Regions from separate parts of the Mus musculus genome. Here regions 1 and 2 are each linked to region 3. A link is a contact called in public Hi-C and promoter capture Hi-C data. All regions are on one chromosome and are shown on one strand. Each heading gives the region's core, a stretch centred on a gene start, on an enhancer-like site or on the middle of the called end of the contact. The rest is flanking DNA. Distances are from core to core; before and after follow the strand shown.

What was found. Promoter capture Hi-C pulls out the DNA fragments that hold promoters and counts their contacts. Hi-C and Micro-C count contacts between places; a contact is called where the count stands out from the background.
Region 1: a contact with region 3 is called in a Hi-C map of nephron progenitors, with 3 times the contacts expected there. The contact joins two enhancer-like sites. A contact is called at or near these places in 5 of 484 Hi-C or Micro-C datasets (cortical neurons, cranial neural crest, embryonic stem cells and 1 more).
Region 2: a contact with region 3 is called in a promoter capture Hi-C map of stem cell-derived epiblast-like cells, with 4 times the contacts expected there. The contact joins the promoter of Atp6ap1l here to the enhancer-like site in region 3. A contact is called at or near these places in 9 of 39 promoter capture datasets (cranial neural crest, embryonic stem cells, hippocampal neurons and 3 more).

What each region holds. Positions count from the first base shown.
Region 1 is chr13:90,839,474-90,842,492 of GRCm38.p6, reverse strand. No RefSeq gene overlaps it. Among named protein-coding and RNA genes, the nearest start is that of Atp6ap1l, 64 kb to the left of the region's middle. Within about 2 kb of position 1,697, at least 25 of the 459 cell types and tissues checked have an H3K27ac peak or open chromatin away from gene starts, as enhancers often do.
Region 2 is chr13:90,903,873-90,906,615 of GRCm38.p6, reverse strand. It overlaps Atp6ap1l (ATPase, H+ transporting, lysosomal accessory protein 1-like), which reads left to right and starts at 1,261. Exons shown (of 7, transcript NM_001145879.1): 1 at 1,261-1,418. The coding sequence starts at 1,324.
Region 3 is chr13:90,168,975-90,171,868 of GRCm38.p6, reverse strand. No RefSeq gene overlaps it. Among named protein-coding and RNA genes, the nearest start is that of Gm41013, 7.4 kb to the right of the region's middle. Within about 2 kb of position 1,263, at least 15 of the 459 cell types and tissues checked have an H3K27ac peak or open chromatin away from gene starts, as enhancers often do. A contact at or near this core is called in stem cell-derived epiblast-like cells, where this site is marked.

The DNA.
Region 1 (3,019 bases), core at 448-2,947, 670 kb before region 3:
ATCGTCATCATCATCATCATCAGCAGCAGCAGCAGCAGCAACAACAACAACAATAACAAAACAAACAAGAACACAGCAAAAAACATGTGTTTGTGAGGGACAGTGAGACATTGCAATGTGTGTACATTATATATGAAGATCAACTTGGGGTGATTTCCTCTAGTATCTGTTGGTGAGCATGTAGTTAACTATTACATGGATCTCTGGTCTGCACAGGTGAGAACAGAGGGTCTACGTGCAGGGCAGGAGGGTACAAAAATGAGCAAGAGATGTAGACTGGAGCTGTGGTTCAGTGGTGGATTGCCTACCTGGCATTTACAAGACCTATGTGATATATGTTCAGTAGTTGTGTGAGGACATTGTGAGAGGAAATAAAAATTATAACCCAACAATATACCATAAGGACCCAGGTTGGAGTTGACTGATCCACTGTCTGCAGAGCAGAGCTATGGGTTAAGTTCCTCTCTTGGGAAAGATCATCGCTCAACTTCGTGGAGAGTTTGATATCCTTTATCTTTGTTGATTCTACATCTTTTAATATGCACTGAAAACCTGGATCTTTCTGCTTCCGGAAGTTCATGATGAACACCCCATCTTACCTATTGCTGCCACAAGCCCGCCCAACCAAACCAAACCAAACCAAACCAAACCAAACCAAACCAAACCAAGCCAAGCCAAGCCAAACCAAACCAAACCAAACCAAACCAAACCAAACCAAACCAAACCAAACCAAACCAAACCAAAAGAAACCAAACCAAACCACAACAAACCAAAACAATACAAAAACTCAGAAAAAGAGAAATCACCCCCAAACTAGCAAAAACCCAAAACTGAACAATAGGTAGAATCCAGCTCTTACAATTTAACACTGGAAGCAACCAATCTTAATTCCTCTGAAGAAATACTGTACCCCGCGGTTACTGTGACAAAACGAAGACAGTAGCAGCGTGTCCTTGCTTGGGTTTGGAATGGATATACAAAGACTTTAGAATCGAGGAACTAACAATAGAGGGAATGCTGCTGTGAAACCAGATGCAGGATGTCACTGGAGAAATGTGTCTTGTTTGAGGGTAAGAAGGCTTTGTCTACAATTAGGCTCCGTAAAGCAATGGGGGTAGGCAAGGACTCAGTATGGCCTAGAGCCCTCAAGGGTACTTAAGATAAACATGATTGAGACAAGACAAAGAAGATAGAGGAGAGGGCACAAAATATCGGAGAAGGGAAAGACTTAAATTTTCCCTTATTCAAAGTTATAACCGTTCCTTAATCCCTAGGTTATAGGGCTTCTTCACATTGACCCAGCAAACATCCCTTCACTTCCCTGTTGACAGAATATGTTCCCCATTATATCACTAGAGGTCGCTAGAGAACCACTGATCAGTGTCTGAAGCTGGCTAGATAACCCGTTTCAACCGTGCAGGAAATGCTTATTTTTCTAAACATGAACAGTCCCACAGTCACAGAAGAGTAAAGGCCAAAGTCTTAAGTTTCAAAGATTAAAACATGGCTATAGCTATCACAGCACGCAGTTACCTACACACTGTGAAACTGGCTTCGTAAGTTTTTAAAAAGATGTCCCTGGCTGAGTTGAGAGTAGAAATTTCGCTGTTGGCTGAAAAAATGGCTCAGTAGGTTAAGAGCTTGCTACAAAACCGAGAGGCCCCGAGTCCGGGTTCCCAGAACCCGTGTAGAGTTGGATATAGACGCTCCCATCTGTAACCCAGTACTCCTATGGCAACACGGGATATAGAGACTGAAGAATACTTGGAGAGTACCTGGCAACTTGGGGTGGGTGGGTGGTGGTGGGTCCAGCTACCTTGTCATCTATAGTGCTGAGTATCAAACAGACCGCATCATAAACAAGGTAGACGGTAAGGCTGACACTCAAGGTTGTCCTGAGATACACATATCATCTACACTTGAGCACATGCGTGCATATGAATACATATACCTGGAGGAACAGGGGTTGGGTGGGGAGAAAGAATTCCAATATTTTGTAGAATAATAACAACATTGCTATACTAAAACAAACAAACAAACAAACAACTTTTTATGTAATATTCATTTAGGCTCTCTCTCTCCTCTGTGTGTGTGTGTGTGTGTGTGTGATATGTATATGTGTGTGTGAACTGATGTTAACGTACACTATTAACCTAGGATGTTGGGCAAGCAATTGAACTACATTCCCAGCTCCTTTCCAAACATTTTATTTTGAGCCAGTTTTTTTTTTTTTTTTTTTTTTTTAATATGTTGTTCAGGCTGGCTTTGAACCACCTCTGTAGCTGGGGTAGGCCTTGCATTTGTAGTCCCCCTGCCTCAGCCTCCTGAATAGTAACACCAAGCACCACTTGGCATACATATCCATTTAAAAAAAAAGATTTATTTATTATTATAAATAAGTACACTGTAGCTGTCTTCAGACACACCAGAAGAGGGCATCAGATCTCATTATGGGTGATTGTGAGCCACCATGTGGTTTGCTGGGATTTGAACACAGGACCTTCGGAAGAGCAGTCAGTGCTCTTAACTGCTGAGCCATCTCTCCAGCCCATACATATCCATTTTTATCCTAGTATAAATGATGTCCTGGGGTTAGTGGGAGACAAGGAGGAGGCAGCACAGGGGCATGAGGCCAAGCGCATCTGCTCTGCAGCAATCTGGAGGTCTCACCTCTGTGTTCCTCATCACGCCCTTAGGAAGTGCTGTGGGTATTAGAGCCAGCTTTGAGGGGAACAAACAAACAAACAAAGAAACAAAGAAACAAAGAAACAAAAACCCAAGGGAGAAAAGAAACAAAACAAAAGCCCCACCTGCCCTCAGTATTGTCAAGCCCTCCCTTTCCAGACAATGACTTTGCTGGGACATTGGTACTGACACCTCTGGAGTACTTAATGTGAATGTATTTTGGGCATGCCTGACATTTTTGATAGTGTTAACGCTGATAAGTGCACAATCTATTGTTCAACAATCTATTGTTTTGACTACTCTTAGTTACCTGTAGCAAATCACTGAAGTCCAG
Region 2 (2,743 bases), core at 12-2,511, 730 kb before region 3:
TTTTTTCATTTTCCCCATTTATTATGCTTCATTTCCCTTTTGTAGTTTTCTGGAGGGGTGCCTGGTGCCACGTGAGGAGGAGACAGCACACAATGAAGAGAAGAATGTCACCAACAAGTCCCTAGCTTCCCTAAAAATCCATTACCTCCCCCCAAATTCAATTAAAAACAGCCCTTCTCAGGCTGCAGAGATGGCTCGGTGGTTAACAGCTCTGCCTGCTCTTCCAGAGGACCCAGGTTGGATTCCCAGCACCCACATGGTAGCTACAAACCATCTGTAACTCATGTTTCAAGGGATCCAAGGACCTCTTCTGCCTTCTGAAGGCACTGTACACATGCGCTGCACAGACGTATATGCGGGTAAGACACTCATACCCATAACATAATAATTTAAAAAATTAAAGATAGCCTCTGTCACTAGTACTTTTCCACTCGAAGTATCAAGTTCTGAAGCAACAAAAATGCCTATGTTTCGTTTTGAAAGACTCTCAGTGTTATAGGATTTTATTATGTGTGTTTTTTGCCATCTCATCTTCACCAGAATCCTTTTTACCCAGCATGTAACAGCATAGAAAATACTGGACGTTGTTCTGATATCTTCCAGCACACGCGTCGTTGTCCTGTGCGCATACCTCCTCCCTCTGAGACAATTCTTTAAAGCAACCCTGTCCCTGATTCTACAGAAAACTTTCACAGTAGGGAGAACTTCCCTGGCTGTTACGGTAGAACACTCTCAAAGCCATCCCACCGGGCATGACTTTAGCTGCTCCTAACTCCAGAGCTAGAGGTCCTCAGTATCTCTCTGAAGCCCTCTCAGGTAGATGGAAAGTTCACATTCAACAGGGAACTGTGACCTAGGACACGTGTAGAAACAGAGGTAAGTTCTAGAGACTGTTTTACCAACTAGTTTGCCTTAAAAATGTCTGGAAAAATACATACTTTGTCGATTTGAGAGAGAAAGGCAATCATTGTGAGAACCTTAGTTAAGTGTGTGCAGCAGTCACCCAATAGGGTAACTTCCCGTAAAGGGCTCACTAGCTATGCATTTTTCTCTAAAACCCGCTCCCTAGTGTTTTAATGCAATGAATAATTGAAAAGCTAAATGCTGCGTTAAAACTCTGTGCTTCAGATGGAGCCATTGTCAGGTCTCGCTTTCCTTCCTACCCCCCCCCCCCCCCACCTTCCCCAATAGTGCATCCTGGGAAAGCTATTTTTGTATTGGCTGAAAGTGCTGTCAGTCACTTGGCAAGAACAGTCCAGCCTCTGCTCTGCTTGCTCTACAAATTAACAGATGCGCTTGGCTTGAAGAAGCATACACTTCTTGATGGGAAGAAAACTCTTGTTTAGTTTCTCACTTTTGTTCTTATGTATGGTGTTTTCAGTCAGTTTGGATCAGATACTTGCCAGGAAGAATGTAGGGTGAGTAACGGCCCATCCTTTAACGCGATGTGTTTGTGAACCTCGGTGCAAGTGTGATATTAGATGTTCTGTTCTTTCTTTATAGAGTTACGTTCCTGCATTTGTTTATGGTTCAAAAATGTATAAGCTAGGTTATACCATACAGCCAACGACAGTAGTTATTATACTAGACTTTTATTGTAAGAGGCAAGGACTATTGTTCAAAACACTAAGAAACACTGCATTTGTGTTAAATATACCACTGCTTAACGGACTCTCAGATCAGACCTGGTTCCGGTTTCTTTTATGTTTATAAATAGGGGCTAAGTTCACAGTGTCTCCTGTCATAATTATATGAGTGGAGACCTTAGGGATGCGTAACCTGTGAGCCCAAGGAAGTGGTGTTAAGTCGCCCTGATTAATAGAAGGTGCTGATGGTTTAGGACAACCCTTGCAATTAACAAGCACCGTTTTTGTTTTCTTGTCTGTTTTCTTTCTATATCTTACAAAGGAGTACACACTTGTCTCTAAAAAAGTATATTTAGAATCTCAACCGCAGCCACTGTATGTCTTGTTCCCCAATTATTCATGATGTGCCATCTCACCAAATGCACTGGGGACATTCGTGCGAACACAGAGCCCTGCAGCAAGCAGGGTGATCTGGCAAAGCTCCATGAAGAACTCCTAAGTCAGCAGCTGATAACAGCTTTAAGGATGGACATTAAAAATGCTCTGTTCTTTTCTCTCCCTAAATTAATTGGTGCTTTCATTGAAGCTTACTTTTAGATAGGACATGGCTTAAAAGTCTTAGGTGGTTAAATGTTACCTTGTTTTGTTTGGGACAGGTCTCTTAAAGCCCAGGCTGACCTTGAATCTGCCTATAGCCAACAGTGGCCTTGAACTTCTGACCTCCTACCAGGTTCCAAGGTCTGGGATTACGAGCACGCACCTGGCTTTATAATATCATGGAATCCTGCACTTTTGTGCTACTGAGCAATAAAATTTAGGGCCTTGTGAATGCTAAGCAAGTGCTCTACCACTGAGCTCTATCCAAGTCTATAAAACATACTCCACCCAGTTTACATAGAAATGAGTGTTTTTTTTGTATTTCTTATAATGGCAAAAAAAATGTCAAAATTAAAAAAAATCAAATTCTGCTTTTATTAGGGCAAGATATATATAATTTTAGTTTCAGGAGCATCATAGATCTTAGAAATTATATAAACAGCTATACTCTTCCAGATAGCTATAATATCTACATGTTACTAACTAGTACTTATGGAAAATGTGATATGTATATGCAATAAAATTTTATTTCATCCCAAAGAAAAAGATGACATTTGTAA
Region 3 (2,894 bases), core at 14-2,513:
TGAGAATTGTCTTTTTACTATGGTCTCAAACAAGACACCATGGATACCTTGACCTGCATGGCAAAGATTCTGTGCTGAGAATGATGTTGTGAGTCATTCATATATGCTGATTTACTTTCCATGTGGAACCACTCTCTTCAAGTAACCACCACACATCTGTGGTGGGCCCATTGGCAGGCTGTGTAAGCAAAACCTTGAATCCAGGAGAAGACTGGATTCCACAGGGGCAGCCAGGATGGGCACATTTAGCATCCTCTGGCAGCATTGGCTCACTCCTTCCTGTCTGAGTCTCTAAACATGTGCTTTAATCATTCCAGCTCACTGACTCATGAAATGTAAACACAAAGGTGATAATTAGTTAGAAGGGCATAGTCCTTTCTTGCAAGTTGAATGCACCTTCCTGCTAGAATTTCACTCTCAGAAAAGACATGTAATACCTGACACTTGAGTTTGCCTTGGTTCAGTTTTCCTCAAGCTTGATACTGCTGGCTTCAGATTCATAATATTTTGCTTGGATTTTCAACTGTATTCAAATCTGCATAACTTCCACAACCAGCTGAGACAAACCAGATGAAGAATTTCAACCACATATATTCACCATGTCCAATTATTTCTATTTCTTTCCTTTTTCCTTTTTTCTTGCTTCTCTTTTTTCTTTTTTTCTTTTTTCTTTTCTTTTCTTTTCTTTTCTTTTCTTTTCTTTTTTTTTTTTTTTTTTTCTTTTTTTTTCCCCATTTTGGTTTCTGGTTTCCCATCTGTGTGGCTTAGTTCCTGTGAGGCCAGATTTAGAAATGGGTGGGAAACTATTGCCTAACTTAAGGAGTGTTAATCATTTCCCCTTAATAGAAGTAACATTTTTATTGCAGCTTTAGTGATGGAATCTTTTCCTGAGGCATGAAACAATAACAAAATCCCTCTTACATACCTGTCTCAAAAGAATTCTAATCTGTCTGGGAGGCAGCCACCCCTGAAGGATGCTTAGGCTGTTCTCAGAGGGTTGGCACACTTGGGGATATGCTAAAGATATGCAGAAGTTTAAGTAACTTCCCAATCATCCGCGGTGAAAGAAGAGACACTGACTTCAAGCATTTGGAGTTCTGGTTCTGGTCTGCATTTTGTCAGGTGTGACTTTATAGCAGGCAGCATTTATTTAAATTTACCAAGCCTTTTATATTCATTCTGCGGAATGCCTGCAATGTTGCAATTTGCAGACTAATTTAAACCAAGACACAGAGAGGGCAAGTGAGCAGCTGGAGTCCACACAGCTAGCTGTTTGCAGAACCAGATGCTAGCCCCGGGTTTTCTTTCCTGTCTCAGATTCTACTGCCATCTACACTATGAGGATATTTTTCCTTTACAGAGTTTGTGTTTTGATTTATCTTAATCTGAAAAATGAGGTGATTTAGCTAAACCTCAAAAAAACCCTTTGATCTTGAATACCCTATGATCTTATAATTGAGTGCTATCCTCAAATTTGGGGAGAATACAATTTGGTTCAGTTCAGCCCAAACAATACACATATTTATAAAATAAAGTTGAGAAGCAGTGGGCCAGGAGTGGTATGAGATTAAGGTCTGGTATTAATCTGGGAAAGCTTCCGGACTAAAAGGGTTTCATCTGGTGCAGGCAGGAAGAGCTGTGATGTTGGTTGGCAGACGGGAGGGACTCAACTCAAGCCTCTTCAGAGCTCTAGCAACAGAGGATTCAAAAGGAAAGGCCATTAGCAGGGCCTCCTGATGGAATGACAGGCTCTCAGCATCAAGCATCTTACTGAGGAAAATAAAAATGGGCCTCTAGCTCAGAGCCTTTCCTTTCTTGGGAATTCATACATCATTGACTGGCTGATTGCCTGACTAAGGTGACCTGAGCTGCAGAGTTGCTTTGAAGCTTACAGTTAACAAGCTGTAATTGAGTAACTGTCCAAAGATTCAAATGCATGGAAAACCATGAAAGAGTAACGTTTCCATGTTTCCGAGTTTGCCAACATACGGTTTTCTTTCTCCTGTGCACTTTGTCCCTCTCTGAATTTATAACATGTACATCAAGATGTACTCTAACTGTTCATAATTAACACTTAGCATGTTTTTTCCAAAATATTGGCAATGTTAGCAAATGTTGACACTGTATCTTTTCTAGTCTGCTAGGGATAAAGTACCCATATTGAAAAATCATCTCTCTTTTTCACTCAGTTTGAGACCTTTTTAAAGAAGGGAATTCTAAGATTTGCAGGGTCACTGTGAGTGGAACAGCTGAAGATATACGTGCAGGCTGAGGAACTAGAGTAGAACTCTATACAGTGAGCTCTCTGTATCTTTCCTCTGACATGGAGCTAATGGGAAATGCAATTTTGAACTTATAAAAACAATTCTATTTAGAGGTTGTAAAGATCCTTCAGTCAGTGAACTCAAGCTCTCATCCATGTTGAAAAATGTAGCATGGCAGCATGTGTTTGTAATCCTACTACTAGGGAAGCTGGAAGGGCCCCTCTCCTGGGTTCACTGGCTTAAGCCAAGATTGACCTGAGGTCTACAAACATAGATTTATTCATTTGCATATGCACACACCCCAACAACACATGAAAATACACACACAGGTGAGGAGGCATACATACTCATGCACACACCTATCTTATACATGCACCTACCCATGCATGCACACACCCATGCATGCACACACCCATGCATGTTCATACATCATCAAATAAATAAAAATAAAAATAATTGTATATACTAAAGTGCCAGAACCTATAGCTAGACACTTTCTCTGTATGATCTTTAATTTTTACAGTACCTCTTTAAAATAAAGATTTCGAAATCAGAGTGGTTCATTTACACGCCACACCAGGGCTATAGCACTGGTCAGCTTGACACAAATGCCCTGCTTCTTCCAATCTA